Regions from separate parts of the Zea mays genome. Here region 1 is linked to region 2. The links are chromatin contacts, called in public Hi-C maps. All regions are on one chromosome and are shown on one strand. Each heading gives the region's core, a stretch centred on a gene start, on an enhancer-like site or on the middle of the called end of the contact. The rest is flanking DNA. Distances are from core to core; before and after follow the strand shown. Region 1 has its middle 48 kb from the start of LOC100279482. Region 2 has its middle 43 kb from the start of TRNAW-CCA.

Region 1 (6,535 bases), core at 3,179-5,678, 120 kb before region 2:
CTTAGAAGTAGGTCCCCTCCTCCTACGCTTGCCACCACCGCGGGCACTGCTTGCCACGGCAGTCGGACTCGAGGATCTGGTGCGAGTGCTAGCCTCAGTTCCAGCATCTGCCGCGGCGGCGACATCAGCATCGGCCGATGTGCTACCGATGATGAAGCGCATGGAATCCTCCACCTCATTATGATCTTCAAGTCTCCACTCCTCCTCGGCGTCCGGATCTAAATCCATGGGCACCTTCTACTCAGCTCGTCTGGCTCCTCACGGTGCGCAAACAGCAAAATAACTACACCAAAAACAGAGAAGTTAGGAGGTAATGGAGGGCGGGAAGGGACAACGGTAGGTGGTAGGTACTATTACCTATGAAGACGGAGCACCGGATTCGCCGTGAAAGGGGAAAATAGAGCGGAGATCTTGAAAGATCGACGATTAGGGTTTCCAAACAGATAAGTTAGGAGGTAATGGAGGGCGGGAGGGGTAGCTAGAAGGTAGTAGAAGGAAAGAATAGAGAGGATAACACAGACACATATACGCAACACTGGAAGCCGATACCGAGAGCAGATCTCAAACCTAGCAGTGGAGCAAGCGAGCAGCGAGCCAACGATGGAGCACCAGACCTGGAACCAGAGCACCAATGAGGCAGACGAGAGGAGCTCCAACGGTCGAACCTGTACGCCGAGTCACCGAGCAAGATCGGAGCAAGAGACGTTGACCACGAGCGAGTCCGTCTGCGAGAGTCGACGAGGGAGGTGAACTAGGGTTCTGCGAATGGGCGCGGCCACGCGAGCGTGTGCGGACTAGGGAAGTGGGACAAGCGAACTAGAGTTTTGCGAACGGGCGCGGCCGGCAGCGACAGATGTACACGTGCGCTTAAACCGGGCTTGTGTCAGGCCACACGTGTTAGCTTGGACAGGCCGTGCTTACACCATGGGCTGTGTATGCAGCCCAAGCACGACCCGTACAATGTGGCGGCCCAGCACGGGCATGCCATCTACCGGGTCGGGCCGAGCCGTGCCAGGTTTCGAGCGTGCCGGGTCGTGGGCCGCCCGACGGGCCGGTCCATGTGGACATTTATAGCTGAAGACAACTTAACATTGGACAAGGGGAGGCCTATGTAGATGTGCTGAAAGGAGGCCTATTGAACACTAAGTCCAACTGTAATCAGATACCACACTAGACATTGATACCGACCTATTCAAACTTTTTATTGCTCGTACTCGAGTGTGAATCATTATCGTTGTCATTTACGTTACATTTTGTAAACCAATCAGCGCCTATGCTTCTCGTTGTCGGATGAAGAGGAGTAAGATCTATTGACAGAGGTTGTGCAGGCATTGCTCTCCTAGAGTGAGAGCATAACTTATTCAAAAAGATTGAATAGGTGAATAATGAAGTAACAATTATGATAAATACAGGGCCGTGCGGGAGGGTGTGCAGGGTGTTCATCCGAACAGGGCCCCTAAATCTCTAAGGCCTCAAACGTGTAAGTCTACAATACATTTGTATAATAGAAAGTCTGCATTACTCTCTAATTCGTCACTTATCCGTATGTATTCTTGTTTCTATTCTATGACCGTGAAGCGTGAGTTTCGCTACAACTAGAGATGGTAATGGTCAGCTGATTCCCCATAGGGAATTTCTTTATTAGGAGACGTGTTACATGTATGGAGGTAATTTAGTCCACACGAGAACCAAAATAGAAAAAAAAAATTAGTCCGCGTTGTGGTCATGGTGATGGGGATGGGAAACCATCTTATCCTCATTCCTCGCGTATATGTCTCTTGTAGACAAACTAAACTCTAAAGTATATTACAAAATAGACACGAAACTTCTCTTAATCTAAACTAGTCCATTGACTTATTAAAATTATACTACAAAATTAATACATAGCATATTACAAAATAGACAAACTAAACTCTAAAGTATATGTCTCTTGTAACTTTAAATCTTGATTCTCAATTTATATTTATTTGATTTAATTAAGTTAAATTTACCTTTAAATATTGCACTTCTTAATGGAGACGTATTCCCGGCAGAGACAAATTCTCCAACAGAGATGTAGATGGGAGAAAAACCTTCCTCATGAACATTCACATGGATAGATTCTCGTTTCAAAATCTGTACAGGGCCTCGGATTTTACCGGCACGACCCTGGATAAATATGTGGTGGAAATCGATGCTTACACAACCAAACCTTTGACGTACGCTTACTAAAACACTTTGACTTAACATGTAATTAATATTGTGCGAGCAGCATCACCGGTGTACGTGCTGGATGGAAGACCAAGCAGGCAGGACCGAGAGGATCCGCAGGAGCAGGACTGTTCAAGTTTGAACTCTGAAGGAACTTTTGTTTCTGGATTGTTCGGAGATTAGCGTGGCCCACCTGAAGATCGTTTGGAAAAAAAAACTGTGTTCTAGGTCGAGAGTGGTGGGGGAGAAAAGAGCGAGTGTGTCGTGTTCATCGAGATCCATGCATGAGCTTAGTCCCCGACTTTCTTGGAGAGGCTAACGAAGATACAAAGAGTTCGATTCATGGTAGCAATATGATACACCAAAAGATAAGGCCGGTGTCCGGTGACACTACAACACATACTCCTACATGCGTGACTTGTCGACTACACTGTTATCGACCATCATCACCTTTTTATCGCAACGCTCCAACTCTAGTTTGAGATAAAACACGGTGTTTTGTTGGAAAAAAATCATCCAATCACATAATTAATAAAAAATACATAATTCAATAAAATATTAATAAACTCTAAAAATAATAAAAATGACATAGTTTCCAAAATATGATACAATACTACTTAGGACTGGGAAAAAAACTCGAAGCTCGCGAGTCGGCTCGAGCTTAGAGTCGCTCGGCTCAGCTCGAAACGGCTCACGAACCTCAAGCGAGCCGAGCCGAGACAGGTTTTTGAGCTCGTTGGGCCAACGAGCCACTCTGGCTCGTGAGCCGACTCGTGAGCTACACAAAATTAATCAATCTACATAATAATAATAGATATTAGATAATTTTATAGATATCCAACTTGTTTCTTAGTCTTTAATGATGTATATATGTCAATTATAATTTAGATTACTTGTAATGTCGCATTATGATTATTTATTTCATATTTATAGACTATTATTTCACTTTATAATACAATATTATTTTTCAAGGTGTGGCTCGCGAGCCAAGCTATGCCGACCAGTGAACCGGTATGGAGTCGAGTCTCCTTTTATAGCTCATTGAGTAGGCGAGTCGAGCTCGGTCACATAGCGAGCCACATCGAGCCGAGTCGGCTCGGCTCATTTCTAGCCCTAGTACTACTCAGTGCAATAAGCTTCGGTTGTAACAGAAGGAGCATTGGTCATATGAGGTTAAGTGGGAGGACAAGGAGCATCGACACTTGGTGGGTAAGGATATAAAAGAAGATGATACATGTATGGAGTTGCAGAGTCAAGAAATGGGGACGAGCAGGAACGTCTACTCGCCAATGTTGGATAGAAGAAAGACGGTCGAAAAAAAAACACGCCCTGCACTAGTAGGGGTCTCGAGTCATTGTAGAGATTGATAGTTGAGTAAGTCTATAAATGTATCAAATAAAGTTGAGACTCCAGTGTAGATCCATATCTAAACAGAGTGGAAGGCAACAAATATAGGTGGAGACTTGTGAATTAGAGAGAAAGGAGTGCGAATGAACCCAATTAGCTCCCTCTATTTATCAGATGGATTTATTTTTAAAAAATATTATTAAATCTAAATTGTTAAAATGACGATTACTAATTAGAAGACATCACACGATTAGCGCTGGGAATTAGGTCGGGTCAGATCGGTTCAGACCTATCGTGCTTCGGACCAAATGAGCTTGGGCTAAGAAGGCCAATTTTTTTTATGTCAGGCCGGACTAACCCAAAGTGTAGAAAAAGTGGTCCAGTCGGACCCTAAAGCACGTCGTACCTTTTTTGGGTCGTGCCGGTACAAGCCCGACTCATATATTTGAACCACATCAAATCCAAATATTACAATCACATAAAGTTCATAGCTTACTAAATTAAATATATTAACCCATGGATCAACATTTGACCACATAAATTCCAAATAATACAACCACATTAAGTTTATATCTTACTAACTTAAAGAAATTAGACAAAATGGGCTTCATTGGGCTGTGTCAGTCCAAACCCGCCCCATGCGTGCATGCAGTGTCGAGGGTTCGACGGACCGGAATTTAAGACCCAGGTTAGACCCGCCTTTGGACCGTGGTAGCCCAAACCATATTATTTTATGTCGGACTATGATTTGGACTTCTATTTTTAGACTTTTCGTGCTTTTGCCATCACCACACGCGAGTAACCGAGATCGGTCGGTACGGACGACGTCCGTGCTTTAAGCTACGTCACGATTCCGTGTTGACCGGCGCTGGCCCAGCCATAACGACTTCGACTCGTCGTTCGGACGTCAAAGCTCAAAGGGAAATTAAAGCTAGCTAGGGCTGCAGGTAGGCTACAGGAGGGGATGCATGCATGGGACTGTGGGGGGGAGGAAGCGGGGAGCGATCAAATGAACAGGACAACGCATTTACTTGTACAATCAACACACGACAGGGCCACCCAGCTACTCCGATTGCATAAAGCTTGCGTCCTGCATCCCTTTCGATCGCCAGAAGAAGCCGCACATTTGTCATACCGATGAAACGGATCGGGTCATCGTGCAGTGCAGTTGGACGTTCTGTTCACTGGATCTGCAAGGGAAACACGTCATCCCTTCTTTTTTCTACTTCTTTATTATTGTTATTGTACTATCGTATCAGTACATTGTACATAAACAATATAAACAAGTACGCTAATTGTGTTTGCGATGTGGCCTAACATTGTCAGCCCTTTTCTTTTATTTTCCTGCTGTCTTGTTAACTGAAAAAAGAGCAAACATCCGGGACCCAGAACCACTACCGTCCAGGTTTTCCAAGTTTGTTTATGTGGTCGGTCATGGGTGTGGTGTCTACCTGAAATCAGATCGCTCCCTTATAATGTGAAAAGCTTTAATTGCAGCTAAGGCAAATTGCGGCTCCAATTCCTTTCTACACGTCACCAGATCGAGGCCAACGTGAACATCATTAGGAGACTGTAGCGCATTTATATTAGCCTATTAGGAGATCGGAATACAGGACCATGTCGGTCACAACTCACAACCATCCTTCCGAGTTTATCTTCGTTTTTTTTATCTATCAAAATAGACAAGTTCGATTACATTACTATACTACGTGTGCAACAAATTTTATCTATGGAGAAGTTTCTCTCTAATAACTCCACTCAATTCACAATATGAATCGTGAATATCCCCGCCGTCGGCTAAGTTAATTTTCGTCGGATTAGAGAAAAATTCTACTGGAATTAACTCATTTCCCTCAATTATTTTCTAGCCTACGGGGATTACGATGATTCACGTCGGCCCATCTTTCAACCGATGGGTTTAAGTAACTCCCATCGGCCCTTTCCAATACCGACGGGGATAAATATAATTGTCATCGACCACAGACTCAGCCGACAGGAGTTAAGGGGTTTTAGGTCCTCGCACGCTCGTGGCCGAGCCCGCCCTCTCGGTTTTGTCAGCCACGCCTCTGCTTTTGGTTAGTGCCGCTGCCGTCGCACCCCAGTCCAGCCTCCGTTGCCGCACCCGCACGCCCCTACATGGCTCCAAACACAGCGCCTCCTTGCGCCGAAGCCGGCTCGCCACCCGTGCCCGAGGAGACGTAGCCAGCCGGCTCGCCGCCCCAGCCCTGAGGAGTCACCACCGCAGGCTCGTGGTAAACGTCCCAAGGAGCTGCCCCGCCCCTAGGAACCACTGCGCGCCGCCGCCGTCGCCCCTGGGATAGCACTCGTCGTCGTCCTTATTCTTCATGGGAACTTCATTTAGGACATCACATGTAGTCAATACTACCTCCCTCACCATGCCTTAAATAATCTAGCAGTGTCTAACATGGTGTTAACCAAGTTAGTCAACGTGAGATTCTTCCTTTCGAATACCCCATTTGATTGGGGTCAATATGGATGCATCCTCTCATGTATAATGCCATGTTCCGCACAAAATAAGTCAAAATCATTAGAGAAATATTCACCTCCTCGATCAGACATAATTATTTGTCTTTTATCTAGATGGGTTTCTACTTCTGCCTTATAGGTTTTAAAGTAGTTTAGAGCCCCAACTTTTGTTTTCAGCAAGTACACATAACAAAATCAAGAAGCATCATTAAACAAGGTTATAAATATCTTTTTCACCATCTATCAACACACCATTCATCTCACAGGTATCTGAATGAATGAGTTCTAATGGAACCAAGTGTCTCTTCTTAGCTACCTTATGAGGTTTTGTGAGGTTGCTTGGATTGCAAACAACTATGGCACTTAGAACCTTTGACAGTAGAAACAATTGAAATTAAACTCATGATGGAAAGTTAAAACATAGAATCAAAGTTAAGATGACATAAATGTGAGTGCGAAATTCTAGCATCATTCTCATCAAGGCCATCATAAATAAAATTTATAGGCTTAT
Region 2 (6,258 bases), core at 2,291-4,790:
ACAATATGAGCAGATATTCTTCTCTTAGTAGTTAGTTCTAAGGCACAATTGAATTCAGTAGGACAAGCTTTCGATACAAAACATTCTTTAGTTCCTCATGAGAATGGTCATGGCAAATCATTGGACACTAAGTTGCACACGCTTGGCAGTCTGCCTTCATGTGTACTACTTAATGGCACCGATGGGGATGATCATAGTGACCATTTGAAGCAAGGTTTCGTGACAGGTGGTATGGTTGCTATATCATCAATGTTAAATGGGATGAAAAGGTTGCAATTATCATGTCTACAAGTTTTGTCTACTGTGACGATGTTGTTATGGATAAGGCTAAAGATGAAGAACCTTAGTTGTATTAAGTTTGTGCAGAAAGAAACTAACCATAATGTAATGGATACCTTGGAGCAACAAGATTCTTTTACCCATGTAAAAAAATATAATTTCCAGTGTATCATCAAAAAGTATTACGCATGTGTTATTACACACTTTATAATTTACCGTGTGTAAAAAAGTAAAATGAATACAGTTGCCATTGATACAAGCTTTGCCCTCCACGGAATTTTCATTTTGTCCAGTTTGTTCTCTGTGGTGTTGTTGGTCTTGAACCACCACGATGAGTGCCAGCAACTTCCTTCAACGCTGAAGCACCTCAATTGGGGACAATTGATAATATTGTTCCATAGTATCCTGATTCCTCTGTTGCTGATTTTAGTGACATATGTCAAGAATCTGATGTCTTTTGTACTTCGAAAAAAGCAATTGATTTATGTCCGTCGCAACGCACTGGCACCTAACTAGTCTAAATATATTGAGATGGATTGAAGTGTAACTTGAACTAATTTAGTCCTAAATCAACCTCAACACATGTGGATGGGTGCCAATATTAGAGTATCCAAATAAAGCCTAAGTGGGATTGGAGATAAATCCAAAATCATTTTTTGTAGTGCTTAAGAACAGTGAAGGGAAATCATATGAAATAAACACAATGAACATGGACAGAAAATTAGCGAAACGAACACACTGTGAAAGCGAGAGCAAGCAGATGGGTAATGGGCTTTTGGCTTGTCGATCGAATCCGGCAGGCAGTCAGATCTCATCTACCGCATGCCTGCCGTGAGAATCGTGGACGTGTAGCGAGCAATGGTCTCGGTAGATATGCCCAACTAGCTGGTCAAAGCGGATGGTCGATGCGCCTCTACTTTGTGAGACGCATACGGTTAAGCAACGTACGTAGTCTGAAAGAGTGACCTATATATACACACTGTACTGTATCATCACCAAACTACTACCACTCTGGTTAAGCAACGTGTAATGCATACGGTTAAGCAATGCATTAACCGTATGGCCGGTAGTGACCTATATACTCTTTCAGATCTCATCTACGGTAGCGAGCAATGCATGAGGTCAAAGCGGATGGCCGGTGCGCCTCTACTTTGTGAGATGCATACGGTTAAGCAACGTGTACGTAGTCTGAAAGAGTGACCTATATACACACCAAACTACTACCACTCTGGTGCATGCATGAGGTCCTCGTGCAGTACAGCACTCCCATCTTCCAACTTGCAAAGTTGCAAGCAACATGCAAGACGCACACATGTATCCGTACGGACCCGAATCCAACTGCCTAAGCAAAAGAAAGCGTCCGTGCAGACGTCAGCGAACATTATCTATCACATCCCACTGTATAATTTGCTATTTTGCCACTCTCAATTTTGGCTGTCTGTTATTATGCCATCCCGTGTCTATGACTGGTGGGACCGTCTGTGTCTATGATTTGTGGGTCCGATGGCATATTGGCGAAGCCCACAAATGATAATGGCAAAATTGCCAATGGCTCCTGTATAATTCACCAGTTTAAATTTTGCAAAATCCACTCAACCAAATCACCTCCTTACTCATAACCTCCACTAAATCCATCAAATAAATTGCACATAGATCTAACACACCATTAAAACCAACAGTTTGGATCGTTAGATAACTCTCTCCCTTATTCACTCAAATCCAACGGACAATGGGTTTGTTCGGTTCAGCTTTTTACTAAGAATATTTTCTGAGAATCTGGCTATGGGGAGAATCTGGTTGTAGATAGAATATGAGTATCGTGGAGATTACGTTTGCAGAAAGATAAAATAGTCCATACGGTTTAGGATGTAGAAAATGGCGATTTCGTACTATCGCAACGACTCGGTCAATTTTGTGTTCACGTTGATTTCGGACGGTTTTGACTAAAGTGATTCTTATAGAAGCTGGTTGTAAAGCTGAGCGTTTCTGGTGGCCAGAAGCCGAAAAACTAAAACAAACATGACCAATATTATTTGGATCATCCTTTCTCCCTCGTCCCTCCCCTTCCCCTACGACGACCCGGCCGCCCCCAGCCTCCATCGTGTCATGTCGCCTCCTCCCCTCTGGTGGCGCCCATGAGATTTTAGGGGCCCAAGACAAGTTTAATGTATAGGCATTTCACTCAATATACATATAAAAATATTTACCTCAAATAAAAAAATAAAAAAGTACATATTATTACCTTAAAAATTTCTTCTATCATATTTAAATATGATCAGGATATGGATCGTGGTTGACAATTTTTCGACACTTTACCGCTGAACTAATAGACTATAAATAGATAGTCTAGCCAATATAAGTATATATCTAGGGTTAGGCCCTTTGAAATCGGGGGCAGGGCAGCCACCCCTCCGCCCACCCTCAGCGCCGCCGTTGTCAACCTCTCTCCTTGTGCCACCGTTGTCAGGGGCGAAGCCAATGTCACTTTCACCACATTGCACACATTAAGAATATACACAAGATCTTAGAAATATATGGTCAAAATATATTTGGCTAATAGAAAATATTTTTTTGCCACTCCACCGGGCAAAGTGTATATGGCGTCGCCCCTGACCGTTGTCGTTGTTGGTCTCTTCGCTCCTCTTCGTGAGATTGTAGCGTTAGTACGAACTATATGCCAGTACGTCAGTGGTATTTCATTTGCCAAAAATAAATAGTTGTAAGCAAGTTTTATTTTGTTGGATGATGTCAGAAATTATTGTAGCGTCCAGATCTAGACCAGCAAATGAAGCCACGCTCTGCTCCCGTGCTCCGTCTCCGAGTGACAAGGGCAAAAGGAGCCGGTCGACGACAACAACAACAACAAAATTTTGACAATTACTCGTCCATGTCCACACGTCTTGCTTTGATTGAGGCGTCCCCGTCGTTACTCCACATCAATGGCTCCCATGCATGCATGCAATGCATCCAAGGCGAAATGCATCTCCGTTTCCTCTTTCGGAAATAAAGGGTGAAAAAGACACAGAATCTTTCTGTGGCAACCGTGGACCATTAACCTATTAGCGTGTTTCTCTCTTTCCTGTCTGTACGCGCATTCATGCATCTCTACAGTTGAGTTGCTATCTCATATATATACGTACGTGGGCCAACACGCGGTCTTCCGCCGTACACGGCGCTGTGCGACTGCGTGAGCTCCACAGCGTTGTTTCTGCCTAGGGATAAGGCCCAATGGGCGCCCAGACGCGCCACGTTTTTATGAAGTGGGCGGATTGTGCCGAGGTGGCAAGGCCCATCGTGAAGCAGGCCCTGCTCGGACCTGCCACGCTATCTTGGCCCGACCCGTGCGTTGCTGTCCACCATGACGACGAAGGCCGCCGCTGCCCGCGGTTAGAGGCATGTTTGGTTCCCTACCTAATTTGTCACATTTTGCCTAACTTTTCTGCATAAGATTAGTTCTTCAATTTGAACGACTAACCTTAGGCAAAGTGTGGTATAGTTAGCCACGAATAAACAGGCCCTAGGTTTGGAGAGCTTGTTTTGTTTACGACAGAATTTACTGTACTAGAGATTTTGTTTATCCAGCAAGAGTTGAAAAAAAGAAGAAATGTCATACTTTTAGAGTTAATTTGGGAACTCTATTTTTCCATCAGATTTCTATTTTTTCAAGAGAAAATGAACTAATTTCCTCAATGAAAATAAAATTCACTCGAAAAAACGTGGTTTCTAAACTAGCTTAGCGTGTCAAATATAAAAGTCGGCTAAGTTGTAGCAGAAAATTAAACATCAGTAAGAATCATCTCGGATGTTATCCAAACAGTCCAGTGCGTATGTTCATGGATCATGGTGTGATTGGATGCCTAGCTGGAGACGCTGGTCCTCCTCTCTGCAGACAAGACATGCATAGCCGTAGCCGATGATGGTTCACGTCGCTTGCCTGCAAAGCGAGGTGATGGTCAAAAGCGGAGTGTCAGGCTGGCTAGTGCCGTTTCCATTGGTTATTTTACTGGCAGTAAATTTCAAAAAGGAACCTGCTGCTGCGATCAAATAGTGCTGCTAGGAACAGAACTAGAAAACCTATACTAACTCCGCTGTACTATTACTTAACGTTTTAGATAAATTGAAATCAAATTTATAAAATTTTGACTACAAATAACTAATTTGTTATTTAGTTTTGGAATCTAATATTTAAGCACTGATTTGTCTTAAAAATACTTTTGTAAAAGTATAAATATATTAAGAGCTTATTGTATTTTAATAGAAAAACATTGGTCAAAGTTAAATTTTGAAGACCGTGTCTGTTAGTCACTTGATTTCAATCCCGTAAATGTATTAAAAATCAAGACAACACAAATAAACAGGTCAACCTTCATAGTCATCCCCTTTTATCATTCTTGGAGAGAAGATAAAATGAAAGGATGAAGATAAAAATTTGCTTATGTAAGTGGGTCATTCAAACATAGACAAAAACAAAATACAATGATTACAAGAAATTAAATAATGAAACAGGAAATTAAACAAAATACAATGATTACAAGAAATTGCTTATGTAGGTTTGGTTTAAGACAGAATGTGTTGAAATCCCTCTTCCTTATTATATGAATTCAAAGATTGAACATATACGTTCATCTTCGTAAAAATTACAACGAGGGGGTACAAGGGAGTACATAAGTTATAGCTTCGTATAGAGAGAAAAAAATGAGTTTCACCCGTCCAAAAAGTGTCTCCAACGCATAACACTGTTCCTCTTTTTATATGCTCGAGATATGTTTCAGACGAATTTACAATTATATCCTTAATCCCTATACATTCAAACTATTGTACATGCCAGAGGTAAGGTTGTCCTTCTCCTTCTCTCGGTTTAGCTCCTTAGACCTCAAAGGTTGTTTATATTATGCTTCGTCCGAAGCACGTGCACCATGGTCGTCCGAAACTTGCTTCTTCAAACACCCGCATGTTCTGTTAGAAATCTATCTAGGTTATTAACCCTGCAACACACATGATAAAAACAAAAGAAATAGTTACTGGATGAGTATTTTTTTATTTTTTAGACATTCGAAAGAAAAAGACTCTTAAGGCTATTTTGATAACTCAATTTTTTCAAGGGATTTTAATTTGGTCGCTTGAAAAAATGAAGTTACTAAACTAGCCCTTAACATAGGACAACTAATAGGACATCGAAAAGATTAGAAATCAATGATTCGTCATCTTGTAAAAGCACCGTCAGCGTCGATCTCGATCGACACAAAGCAGCAGCGACTACTAGCACTAGCACAGTAGCTCTGACTACGCTCCGCTGCTCCTGAAAACGAGATCGGCGCCTGAAAGGACGAGAACGCAGCCGCCGCCGCTTTGACCGAGGCCGTCTTTCGTCAGCTTCTGTAGCACGGAAAACAAATGAAATGATCGATCTGGGATCAGATCATAGAAAGCCATGCTCCCTCGCTTCTTTCGAAATAAGGAGGAGAATCCGGCCCTTTCTCTTTTCTCCCTTCTCTAGAATAGAATATAAAAAGGCCACCGTGGGTTGTGATTTGTGTGAACGAGAAGATCCCTAGGACAGTGTGAGAGGAAAGGAATATGGTCTCTGCCACTACAGTGGACCACAAAGAAAGAAACCTGAGTTACATTACTGGCCGGATAATGCAACGTCTAAGATATTTCTCCCCCTAACCTTGCAAATCTCAAAGTCACCATAAACTAATCTCATGAACACATTTCTAAAAGGATGAATTTGGTAAGGGCTTAGTGAATAAATTATTGAGATTATCACATAATTTGGTTTACAGGATGTTTACTTCACCCATTTTTTTAATTCATGGGGATAAAACAACCTAGGACAAATATATTTATTATGTTGCTCTTGATGTAGTCCATCTATATTTGTGTAATACAAGCAGAATTGTCTTCATAGATAACAATTAGTTAATCGCTGGCACCAATGCCACATGGTTGTTGTATGTGGTTGATCATTCTGTGAAG

What was found. A called contact is a pair of places that touch in the nucleus more often than the background predicts.
Region 1: a contact with region 2 is called in a Hi-C map of bundle sheath, with 3 times the contacts expected there. The contact joins two enhancer-like sites. A contact is called at or near these places in 5 of 25 Hi-C or Micro-C datasets (bundle sheath, ear, endosperm and 2 more).

What each region holds. Positions count from the first base shown.
Region 1 is chr1:95,463,369-95,469,903 of Zm-B73-REFERENCE-NAM-5.0, reverse strand. No RefSeq gene overlaps it. Among protein-coding and RNA genes, the nearest start is that of LOC100279482, 48 kb to the right of the region's middle. Within about 2 kb of position 4,428, at least 16 of the 20 cell types and tissues checked have an H3K27ac peak or open chromatin away from gene starts, as enhancers often do. A contact at or near this core is called in bundle sheath, endosperm, leaf and 1 more, where this site is marked.
Region 2 is chr1:95,337,868-95,344,125 of Zm-B73-REFERENCE-NAM-5.0, reverse strand. No RefSeq gene overlaps it. Among protein-coding and RNA genes, the nearest start is that of TRNAW-CCA, 43 kb to the right of the region's middle. Within about 2 kb of position 3,540, at least 17 of the 20 cell types and tissues checked have an H3K27ac peak or open chromatin away from gene starts, as enhancers often do. A contact at or near this core is called in bundle sheath, endosperm, leaf and 1 more, where this site is marked.